Linked DNA regions of Sus scrofa: region 1 is linked to region 2. Evidence: chromatin contacts called from public Hi-C data. All regions are on one chromosome and are shown on one strand. Each heading gives the region's core, a stretch centred on a gene start, on an enhancer-like site or on the middle of the called end of the contact. The rest is flanking DNA. Distances are from core to core; before and after follow the strand shown. Region 1 holds the start of TRIT1 (tRNA dimethylallyltransferase, mitochondrial). Region 2 overlaps TRIT1 (tRNA dimethylallyltransferase, mitochondrial).

Region 1 (5,854 bases), core at 2,872-5,371, 41 kb before region 2:
TTTCTGCACTTCTCACTTTCTCCTTTTCTGTCATCTTCCCATGCTCATCCCACCCCACATACTGCTCTCAATTTCCTAAAGAAGGTGAGACAACCTAGAGGTTGCCCAGGCTGACTACATATCTGCCCCTAGGGTATAGCACACACACACACCAAGGGTAACAATAGTTGGCTAACTGTGGACTTTCATAAGGGCAGGCAAGGAGTTCCCATTGTGGTGCAATGGTTGATGAATCCGACTAGGAACCATGAGGTTGCGGGTTCGATCCCTGCCCTTGCTCAGTGGGTTAAGGATCTGGCATTGCCATGAGCTGTGGTGTAGGTTGCAGATGCAGCTTGGATCCTGTGTTGCTGTGGCTGTGGTGTAGGTCGGCGGCTACAACTCCGATTCAACCCCTAGCCTGGGAACCTCCATGTGCTGTGGGATCGGCCCCAGAAAAGGCAAAAAAGACCAAAAAAAAAAAAAGAAAGAAAAAAAGGGCAGCCAAGAATGATTATCTTCCGAGTAACTTGACTCTTCTTAGTACTTTATTCCTGCATTTTAGATATGTTCTTCCAGACCAAAACTATCCCAGTGTTTTTGCTTCTTAAACTAGAATTAAAAAAAATTTTAGGAGTTCCCGTCGTGACGCAGTGGTTAACGAATCCGACTAGGAACCATGAGGTTTCGGGTTTGGTCCCTGCCCTTGCTCAGTGGGTTAACTATCCGGCGTTGCCGTGAGCTGTGGTGTAGGTTGCAGACGCGGCTCGGATCCCACGTTGCTGTGGCTCTGGCGTAGGCCAGTGGCTACAGCTCCGATTTGACCCCTAGCCTGGGAACCTCCATATGCCGAGGGAGCGGCCCAAAGAAATAGCAAAAAAAAAAAAAGACCAAAAAAAAAAAAAAATTTTTTTTAAATTTTGGCCATGCCTGTGGCATACAGAAATTCCTAGGCCAGGGAGTAAATCTAAGCCACAGCAGTGACAATGCTGGATTCTTAACGGCTAGGCCACCAGGGAACTCCTAAACTAGAATTTCTTTTACCCCAAATAATCTGTAAGCAGTGGAATATTTATTATTTATTTGTCTTTTTTTTTTTTTTTTTTGTCATTTTAGGGCTGTACCCGTGGCACATGGAGGTTCCCAGGCTAGGGGTGGAATTGGAGCTGTAGCAGCAGACCTATGCCACAGCCACAGCCACGCCAGATCCGAGCCGTGTCTGCAACCTACACCACAGCTCACAGCAACGCCAGATCCTTAATCCACTGAGTGAGGCCAGGGATTGAACCTGTGTCCTCATGGATGCTAGTCAGATTCGTTTCCACTGAGCCACCATGGGAACTCCTAAGCAGTGGAATATGTTGAAGATGGGCTTCCTTATCTTCCACCTCTAGATATACACATAGACTTTAAGGGAGAGACTCTCTTCATCTTAAGTTATCTTTCAGAATAGGTTGAGATGCTTCCTATCTGGCCTCATACAAGGCAGAGAAGGATCAGAGCTAATACTTGGGCATGACTACAACTGGCTTTCCTGACTCCCTTTTGTCACCTTTTGTCTCCTTATTACTCCACCAAGCTTCCTATTAGAGGGTTTTATGTTGTTTTTAAAAAATACTCATTAACTCCTAATCATAGACTTGAATTTCCCAATTTTCTCTTGAAGTTCATCTCTCCAATTAGGATTTCAAGTTACAGGTTATCTTTCAGGAACAATTTTTAGTATAATTTAGAGTTGAGAATATCATTAGGGAGACAGAGGTACAAATAAAATAGCCTAAAGATATTAAATACATGCTTCCATTCTCCTTTGGTGGGGTTGGCAGAATTACCATGAATGGAAATGGTACGATTTTTCTTCTTACTTCTCTTAATTTATTTTGGACCACAGGCTCCATTCTGATTTAGGAGTCTTTCCTGCTCAGTATTTCAGTGATAATTCTCCCCATGGTCTACAGGATCCCTGTTCTCTTTGTTTCTATAGCAACAGTCCTGTGTTGCTTGGCTAGAAGCAATTTTCTGCTGCTATGGTGAAGCCCCATTTTTTCATTCCTTACTCCCCAGTTGCCTTGGTAACCAGCCTCTCCCTCTTCTGGTCTCTCAGTGGTAAATTCCACCTCCCTCTGTTTCTCTCTCTCTCATAACAGTCACCTGGTCATGACTTGGACAGTGCTTTCCCATCGTGAGTGAGCCTACCCTGTCATGGTCAGATTGTCATCATGAAATTAGCCTCCCTTTTGCTTTATTTGCATCATTTCTCCAGCCTGCCTTCTGTCTGGTGGTTGTCATGGTAACCATACCCTCGGAAAATCTCCAGGCAAAGGCTCTACAGTTAACAACCATCATGTGAGAGTGTCTGCCAATATGTGGCCACACATCTCGATTTTAAAACTAGCCCCAGGCGGTTACCACAAATTGGAGAGAACAAGGCTTTTGATCAAAGCAGGCTGGATTGAGAAAAGGAGGACCCTGGGATACATGGGACTACAAGGTTTAGGCTGGGTCTGCAAAAGTGGCCATTACGCCAATGGTGATCCAAACGTTTGAGAAATGTATTTATTGGCAATCATTCCAGGCAGGTCTGTCATATACTGTAAACATTCAGGAGTGATTCCTTCCACCCAAGGGTGATGGGACTTGAGAGCTAGGCAGAGCCAAGTAGTAATCTCAGAGAGAAAGCAATTAGAACTCTTAAATTGGCTAACAAGGGGTTAGTAGAAAAGGTATTTAGGCACTTTTCACACGTTACTGAACATTTCTATGCCTTTAGGCTGCTGCCCTTACCTCTTTAGTGTGGCAGATGGGGTGTTACTATTATAATAATACAAAGTGTTCAACAAATGGTGGTTATTATGTGCCAGGGCATTGTAGCAAGCACTTTTCAGACATTACTTCATTTTGTCCTTATGGCAATCCGAGAGGTATTTAACAATGAGAAAACTGAGGCTAAGAGGTGAAGCTAATTGTGTGAAGTCATGCAGCTGATAAGTGGCAGTGTTGGGATTAGAACCTAGGTTCATCTGATTCTAAAGCCCTTTCTTTCCTTCCTCCCTTCCTTCCTCCCTTCCTTTCTTTCTGTCACCCCGAGACACTCAGAAGTTCTCGGGCAGGGCTCGAACCCAAGTCACAGCAGTGACCAAAGCTGCTGCAGTGACAAGAATGTGTCTTTAACCTGCTGTACCACAGAAGAACTCCTTGTGGGTTGTTCACATGCTTGTTCTTTCTCTGTTTTCACCCCATCTCTTTTCTCCTTTTACCAAAGAGATGCAAAATTTTATTCTGCCCTCCGATTGTGTCTGAGCTTGAGTTTGGGGTGAAAACATTAGAGCAGCCGCCCTTGCCTGAGAACTAGGCAGATCCAATCCTGGAGAACGCCACACCTCTGAGCTCATTGGCTTTAGCACTAGGTAGACAAGCCATTCTCTTCTCCATTAAAAATTGTTGGGTGTCTATTGCGTATCAGGTACTGCGCGAAGCACTGGAGATACAGCAATGACCTAGGCAGAATCTGTTCCTTGCCTTTATAGGACAGTCTGGAGTGAAAGTCAGACAATAGACAAGAGGTCTGTGTAAATTTCATACTGTAAGCAGTCCTGTGAAGAAAAAGAACTGGGTGCCGTGAAAAAAGCATAAAAATAGATCTATTTTAGATACGACTAACATCCCCCACTTAAAAGACGAAGTAGTTGTTCTCACAGCAGTTCGTTTTTTTTTTTTTTTTTTAAAGATTTTTTTTTTTTTAATTAGGGCTTTTTTTTTTTTTTTTTTTTGGCTTTTGTAGGGCCGCTCCCACGGCATATGGAGGTTCCCAGGCTAGGGGTCTAATCGGAGCTGTAGCTGCCGGCCTACACCAGAGCCACAGCAACATGGGATCCAAGCCGTGTCTGTGACCTACAGCACAGCTCATGGCAACGCCGGATCCTTAACCCACTGAGCAAGACCGGGGATGGAACCTGCAACCTCATGGTTCCTAGTCAGATTCGTTAACCACTGCGCCACGACGGGAACTCCAGCAGTTCGTTGATAGCAGTCACATCGGGAGCTTCCGAGCTTGGAAGTTTGTCCCCTTCGCTAGTCACCCTCCCTACGGTACCTGAGGTCCGCGCCTGCGCATTAATGGTTGCCATGGGGACAGCTGCTCCAGCGCAAGCGCAGACGTCTCTAAGATGGCGGCTGTGGCGGCTGCACGAGCAGTGTCTGTGGGCCCGGGGCTCCGGGACCTGAAACGAACGCTCCCTCTTGTAGTGATTCTCGGGGCCACAGGGACGGGCAAATCTACCCTAGCGCTACAGCTAGGCCAGCGACTTGGCGGCGAGATCATCAGCGCTGACTCTATGCAGGTATGACAGTGCGGCTGTCCCCGGCCTGTGCAATCGGAGGCCGCGTGCCGGCCTCTGGCCGAATGGATACCCTGGCGCTTGGGTGGTAGGGGGTGAACCCCGAGGCTTGTGGGGCGGCGGGGTGGGTGAAGGACGCCCAAAATGACCAGACGCCCACTCTGTGCCAGACGTCGTGCCAGGTGTTTCACGTCCATCATCCCATTTACTTTCTCACGACATTGCTGTTGGTTGTAGGTTATATTATCATCTCCATTTACGGATGCGGGAATTCACCTAGAGAGGTGAAAACAATTATCTCCACGTCACGTAGCGAATACGTGGCGGAGATGGCATGTGAACCTACAAGGTTGACATATAGGCGTCCAGTAAATAACTTTTTGAATGAAAGTTATTCCTGAGCTTTTGCCATTTAGAGTTCCCAGGATAAATCAGTTACTATCTACGAGTCTCTGCTGAGGGAATGGAGCAGGGTCGATAGTCCGGAGACCTGGATTCTCGTCCTGAATCTGCCTTCGCCCACGTGACGTAAACATTGTTAACCATGGTTTGGGGACGTTCTGTATCTGTGAAGTGGAGAAAATGCCACCTACCTCACAGGGCTGTAATGCTTCATAAGTGAGATCACGCGAGTTAGAATGAGGAGCAAGGCGGCCTGTCCTGAAAAAAGCCAGGAGTTCGATAAATGCGTGTTGCAACTGAGATTATTAACTTACTGACTGATGGGAGTCAGGAGGTTTTGCCCTCTTCCTTGAGCCACAGGGAGGCCCAGAAGGAGTGTAGTACACATAACACTTGGCAGCATTTGTGCTCCAGTTGAGGGTGGGTGACATTTGAGGTAAATATCTGATGGAGGAATTACAAGCACTGTTTGTTGAAGAGAATTTAGTTAAGAGTTTTCACAGAGTAAATGAGATGCTTAACGGGAAATGCCTGGTGCTGAACCTAACACATGATAGGTACTCAACAGGAGGGGCAGTCCTTCTTCCCACTGTACCCCATAAGCCTCCAGGCATGGTTTCTACTCTCATTAATTCGTTTGGGGGCACAGCCGTCAGCACACTTCAGATGATTAGGATAATTCAACAAATATTTTTTCGAAACCCCTACTTTGTGCAACTTCTACTTTTTTCTTTTCTTTTTTGGCTGCTCCTTGGTATATGGAGTTTTCAGGCCAGTGATCAAGTCCATGCCACAGTTTGTGACCTATGCCGCAGCTGGGGCCATGCTGCATCCTTTAGCTCACTGTGCTGGGCTGGGGATCAGACCCGAGTCCTAGTACTGCAGAGACCCATCGATCCTATTATACTATAGTGGGAGTTCCTACTTTGTGCTGGCTTTGAGAGACAGGCTTTAGCTCAAATCCCAGCCATGTCTTTTAAAGATATGCAACTTCAGCCTGACCTCTTTGTGTCTTTGTTTCTTCTGTAAAATAGGAAAAATAAGATCAACAACGTAATCTTACTGTGATGATTAAACAAGATTAATAAATATGCGAAGTACTTAATATAATTTCAGGCATGTAGTAAGTGCTAAAA
Region 2 (5,777 bases), core at 971-3,470:
GTAAGGACTTGGCTGTTACTTTCACCTACTCTCCACCCCTTGCTTATGGTCAAAAGACCATAAACATAATACTGGCTTTGGATCTACTTGTTTATTAGTCTTTGTCCTTGGCATTGGCAAGGCTTGTTGGAAGGAGGTTTGGTGCACTTGTTACAGTTGCAGTTTTTATTCTGTCAGACATCCCTAGGAGTTAATTTTCAAGGGAAGTAACCTGGGAGCTGGTCGGGGAGGTGGAGGAAGGATTTCAGAGCGGTAGTAACTGCTGAGGATCTCAATTTCCTCATCTGTGAGATGAAATGGCTCAGCTAGATCATGTCCGGGGCCACTGCTAGCTCTCAGATGCAATGGCTCATCCGCTGATGCTCTCCTGTTCCCAGCCAGGACTATCAACATGGTATCTTCCAATCAATTGGCTTCAAGGAATTTCACCAGTACCTGATCACTGAGGGAAAATGCACACCAGAGACTAGTAACCAGCTTCTAAAGAAAGGTGTGAATTCTCCATCAAACCTAGCTTTGGACATCCTTCGGTGACAGAGTATCCTGCTGGTATGGTCTGTGAAAGAGCTGAAGGTAAAAGAGTCCCATATGGCCTTCAGCTCAGAGTTGTGATTTTCATCTACCAAGCGTCCACCACTGTGCTGCTGTGGCTAGTTTTCTTTTAATGTTGGGCTAGGTGGGCCTGCCCTTCAGCAGAGTGAGAATTGCTTAGAGGTTCTTATATTTACCTTATCTTTCAGGTATTGAGGCTCTGAAACAAGTGACTAAGAGATATGCTCGGAAGCAGAACCGATGGGTTAAAAACCGTTTTTTGAGCAGTAAGTCTCATGTTTTTCCTTATTCCCTGGGTATGTTTTCAATAGAACATAGATGTCCTCAGTGCACCCACAAAGCAGACTTGAGTTTCTGGATCTATTCTAAGATTTGGGACCTGACCTGGAGGGGAGGGTCTTTTGCATAAGTGATTGTCCAGGGTTATTTCCTTGCGATGCCTCAGAAAATAGTTCTTCCCAAAGAAGCATCTGTCAAATGCTTTGAATTAGTGGGTACTGGCTGCGAACAGGTAAGAGCAAAATAGCAAGCCCTTCTTAGCAGCGTTGGTGCTCAGGGTTAATTTTAGCTTCAAATTTTGTACCTGAAGAACAACTGCACTTCTGTAGGGAGATTTCCCTAATTAAAATGGTTCTAGGACCAGATGAGTAGTGTGAAAAGACAGAATCGTCACCAATTCTCCCAGCATTGCTTTCGTGTTCAAACACGTGGTACTTCAGGCCTCTAAACTCAGTTGAACAGAACTTTTAAGGAAAAGGGAAGGAAATTCTCATTCTTTGGACCATGTACTGCATCCTTGGTGCTAAATTTGGTGCAATACATATATTACTGAGCCTTCCAGGTGGGTGATATTCTTTTCCTTTTTCAGATAAGGAAATGGAGGCTTAGAGAAGTTAAATAACTTGCCAGAAATCCCCTAGCTCATAAGTGGTTGAGTCCCGAATGCAGGCCTGACTCCTAAGTCCACACTCAGCTTTACACCATGCTTCTTGTTTCCTTCAGCTATAGCTTTAGCTGGACAGCATTAGTATTGGGCCTCTAGTAAGAAATTGTGTGGCCACGAGCTAACGGAGGTTGATTTAAAGGAGATGAAATATTGGTGAAAATCCAGTTTTATCTTGTGGGCACTTTTAAAATATGCTTTTGAATCATCCCCTGTTTATCTTTTGCCATTAGACTTGTGCTTTCAGTTACAGATAAGGACAGCTGAGGTCTCCCCGTGCTCCTCAGTGTCCCCCGAACAGAAACACCTTGATCTGTGTTGCTGACCGTGGATCCCTCTCTTGGTTCTCACTCTCTACCAGAGATCTCCAGTGTAGTTCCGGTCCCAAGGGGCTCTTTACACTTTCTTCTACTTACCTTGCTTTCTCTGCATGTCCTTTGAGATAGAAGTCTTTGCTCAGCTGAAACGGAAGTTTCACTGCTACAGATTTCTAATGCAGTTTGTCTTCTCCCCAGGGCTAATAACCATTAGTCTCTAACAAAAGACGAGTTTCTTTGTTGTCGTTGTATTTTTCAGTGTATTTGTTTTTTTGGTAATGATTTGGAACTTCTTCCTGTGGCAAAGCCACAGTAACTCCCCATCTCCGAGTCACGAGGGCTTGATGGCACTGCGCATCATATGCTCGTTCCTCATTCATGTGTATGCCGGCACAGTCCTGGTGCTAGAGTGAAAGGCACAGCTGCCCTGTAAATCAGGAGCCGTGTGTGATTGGCCAGGGCTGGTCTGCTGGGATATGGTTCTGGCAAGAAGCCAGAGGGACTTCCCCACCCCAGCTTGGCCTTGGACCCAAGCCAGAAATAGCAGCTGGGAGCCGAGAACTTGTTGAAAGGTGCTTAGACAGGGCACAGAAGCCCAACAAAGGACTTAGAGGGGAAAGGAAAATATAGAGTGGCCTGGAAACAGGTGCAGAGCTTAGCCAAGGCCAGGTGTGCTGTGGATGCTGCCTGCACCCTCCCATTCTCACCTTTCTGTGTGGTGGCAGGTGCAGCCCAGTCCAGCTCACGAAGGCTTATTTGTGGTTGGCACAATCAAAAGGCCAGCACCTGCCAGCCGTTGGCATTCTGAGGACTTTGATGTTTTTTGTCCATGAGGCGATGCTCTTTGCCTTCAGGCAACTGACTTAACCTAGATGTGGAAGGCAATTTAGTGTGTCCACAGCCTGAGGAAACGATCAGCAGGGACCAAGAATGGTTGGCTCAGACGATGAGATGCCTGTAGCTATACTTTTGGCTACCTACGATCTTATCTCCATTCAGAAGTATTAACCAGAGGGTATTTCTTGAATTACTCCTCTAGATCTATTTCCTGGAAGAAGGGTTGAACTGGTTCAGTTCCAAAGCTTTTTTTTTTCTAATTTTCAAATTCAGCAGTTCCCTAGCTGCTTCTCTGCTATTGCTAGCCCATGGTTATCAGTGGGGCATTGATGAGTTTCATGAATGCCAGACTGCTGAAGAGATATATTCAAACCTGAGAGTTGTGTCTGCTCTTAAAGCTGTGAACTCTCTTGCCACAGAGTGACATCACTGTAAGGTGATACGGAACTTAGAACAGGCCCTCACTTCAAGCTGTTGTTTCTTCCTTTGGTGTGCTGTCTTTATTAGATTGTAGCCCACACAGTGGTCACTAGAGCTGTTACCCGGTATTGTTTTCCTAACTGGTCTGGAAGATCCTACACCTGAGACTCTGGATTACACAGCTAGACTTGTTGGCTGCAGACCAGTCAACCTGCTGGGTCTTTCTTGGATTGTATGTAGCTGCTTGGCTCATGTTTATGGTTAGAATGAATGGCATTGTCAGATGTTTATTTTTTTGACTCCATATGTTTCCCTTGAGGATTTTGGAGTCTTGGGAGTAGAATAGATCGGGTCTTGGAGGCTGACCTCTCACAACTTTTCTTTTTGGTTTTTTGTTTTTTGTTTTTTTTTTTGTCTTTTTGCTATTTCTTGAGCTGCTCCCGGCAGCATATGGAGGTTCCCAGGCTAGGGGTCGAATCGGAGCTGTAGCCACCGGCCTACGCCAGAGCCACAGCAACGCGGGATCCGAGCCGCATCTGCAACCTACACCACAGCTCACGGCAACGCCGGACCCTTAACCCACTGAGCAAGGGCAGGGACCCAACCCGCAACCTCATGGTTCCTAGTCGGATTCGTTAACCACTGCGCCACGACGGGAACTCCTCACAACTTTTCTTTGTCATCATTAGGACCTGGTCCCAGTGTCCCCCCGGTATATGGCTTAGAAGTATCTGATGTCTCGAAGTGGGAGGAGTCTGTTCTTGAACCTGCTCTTGAAATCGTGCAAAGTTTCATCCAGGTGATTATTAATTATGGTACTGTCTACTGTCTGGTTTTCAGAGCGCTTTCCTAAGCTGACACCTTTGTTGCTCTGTCGGGGAACCAAGCCTTCTTTTCCATGGAATACAGCAGAAGGGCTGGCTGCTTTTAGATCCCTGGAGGCTGCGTTTCTACTTTCACATTCAGAAAGGTTGTTGTTAAAATCTGTTCACAGCCCACCTGCTCTCTGGGATGAGAAAAAGGAATCTTGGGAAAATCTCACTCCTCTTAATATCAGAGAATGATATCCAGATCTCTTTGAATCAAATGCTTCTCCCCCATCCCTGCCTTGTTTTTTCAGGGCCACAAGCCTGCAGCCACTCCAGTAAATATGCCAAGCAGTGAAACTGAGAACAAGAGGAGTTATCACATGTGTGACCTCTGTGACCGAATCATCATTGGGGACCGTGAATGGGCAGGTAGAGTCTGGGGTGGGGCACAGAAAAATCTGTAAGGGCGGGTCACACTGACTTCATGAAATTTAAGGTCTTTGCTGGATTGAATGCTGGAGTCTCCTTGTTTGTCTATAAAAAGATGGCCAGATTCCTCTAAGAGCCTATGTTCAAATTTCATGGAGGCCTTCTCAAAAGGGAGAGTTATCTCTCTATTCTGAATTTCCAAAGAAGATCATATGCCCTCCAGCTTCGGCTGGAGTCGATAATTTATAGTGAAAGGTCTGCTGTTACCCTTCCAGAGCTCCTTTGACTTTCACAATCCTGCTGTAGGGGAGGAGTTTCTTGGCCTCTCCTGTTTAGACCTTGATGGAGGTGAAGTTGGATTGTAAGGGAAGCCAGGCAACTCACCCGAGAGACCAAAGAAGCAGAAACAGCTGGGAGGGAACGGGAAGTGCAGTTATTCCTCCTGAGTACATTCTTCAAAGGTGGTGTCTCTTCAGTAATTTTAAAGTAATACATTGAAATGGTGTTGGTGGCTAAACCCGTGATGAAGAAAACATTCAGAGCAAGACGGTCAGACATGCATAAAGAAGGCAGTCTCTCTTCTTCATAAGGCGCTCCTGACCAGCCCAGGATCGGCCCTGTGCCAAGGTCCTAGTTCCCCATTTCAGAGTCTGGATCTGTCTTTGCCACAGAATCACACTGCACTCCCCTGTCAGATTTCTACAGTCATCCAGCCAAAGTCCAAAAGGGCCTTGGCCTCCAAGCCTTGAATTTACGTGGTGTTTAGAAACTTGTTTAAGGCTCACTCCTTTGGGCACAAGTAGGACTTGTATTTTACTCAGTGGCTGGAATCCTCCTGTTCAGAGGACTGGTTTGCATGATATTCTCACAGAAGTAGATTTTTCTCCCTCTACCAACCAATAGAAGGATTAGTTCTATTAACTGTTAACTCTGGCAGAATGAACCACATTGTCAGCTGGGGGAGGGCTGTGATTGCCCAAGAAGCAAAAGAAGCCTCGATTATGGTTGGTTTATAATGATGAAAGGGGAAGAGAAAGAGAGTGTCTGATTGTTTTTTCTAAAGGAAACTTAGTGGTTTGATTTGTCGAATGTCCTTCAGGGACAGCCTCAGAGAAGCAACATTTGTGAGCCTTTGTGAGCTGAGCTTGTGTAAGCCCTTCTATAGTGCCATCTGTCAAGTCCTTGCTCCCATCTCCTGCTGCCATGGAGAGCCAGTCCAGAAGGCCATTTTTTGCCTTAGGCTCTAGCTAGAGAACAAAGCTGACTTCTTCCCTCAAGTAAACTTTTCTTTGACTTCTTACCTCTTCCTTACCTACTTTTGCTTCTGAATCCCTACGAATGATGTTTTAACTATGTATACAAGAGAATTTAATCTCATTGTCTTTCTCTTTAGGTGTTTCCAAATAAGATTTCCTTGAAAAGGAGCAGGATAGCAAAAAGGAGCTTCTGTGAGTTAGCCAGAAGCTGGGA

The links. Hi-C and Micro-C count contacts between places; a contact is called where the count stands out from the background.
Region 1: a contact with region 2 is called in a Hi-C map of liver, with 1.7 times the contacts expected there. The contact joins the promoter of TRIT1 here to the enhancer-like site in region 2. A contact is called at or near these places in 1 of 5 promoter capture datasets (fetal liver), 5 of 47 Hi-C or Micro-C datasets (alveolar macrophages, embryonic fibroblasts, epiblast stem cells and 1 more) and 1 of 2 datasets of contacts at active chromatin or transcription factors (alveolar macrophages).

Annotation. Positions count from the first base shown.
Region 1 is chr6:95,682,084-95,687,937 of Sscrofa11.1, reverse strand. TRIT1 (tRNA dimethylallyltransferase, mitochondrial) reads left to right here and starts at 4,121. Exons shown (of 9, transcript XM_021095994.1): 1 at 4,121-4,319. The coding sequence starts at 4,146.
Region 2 is chr6:95,639,159-95,644,935 of Sscrofa11.1, reverse strand. TRIT1 (tRNA dimethylallyltransferase, mitochondrial) reads left to right here. Exons shown (of 9, transcript XM_021095994.1): 5 at 378-490; 6 at 741-818; 7 at 3,759-3,868; 8 at 4,190-4,307. Among named protein-coding and RNA genes, the nearest start is that of TRIT1, 42 kb to the left of the region's middle. Within about 2 kb of position 2,220, at least 25 of the 83 cell types and tissues checked have an H3K27ac peak or open chromatin away from gene starts, as enhancers often do. A contact at or near this core is called in alveolar macrophages and liver, where this site is marked.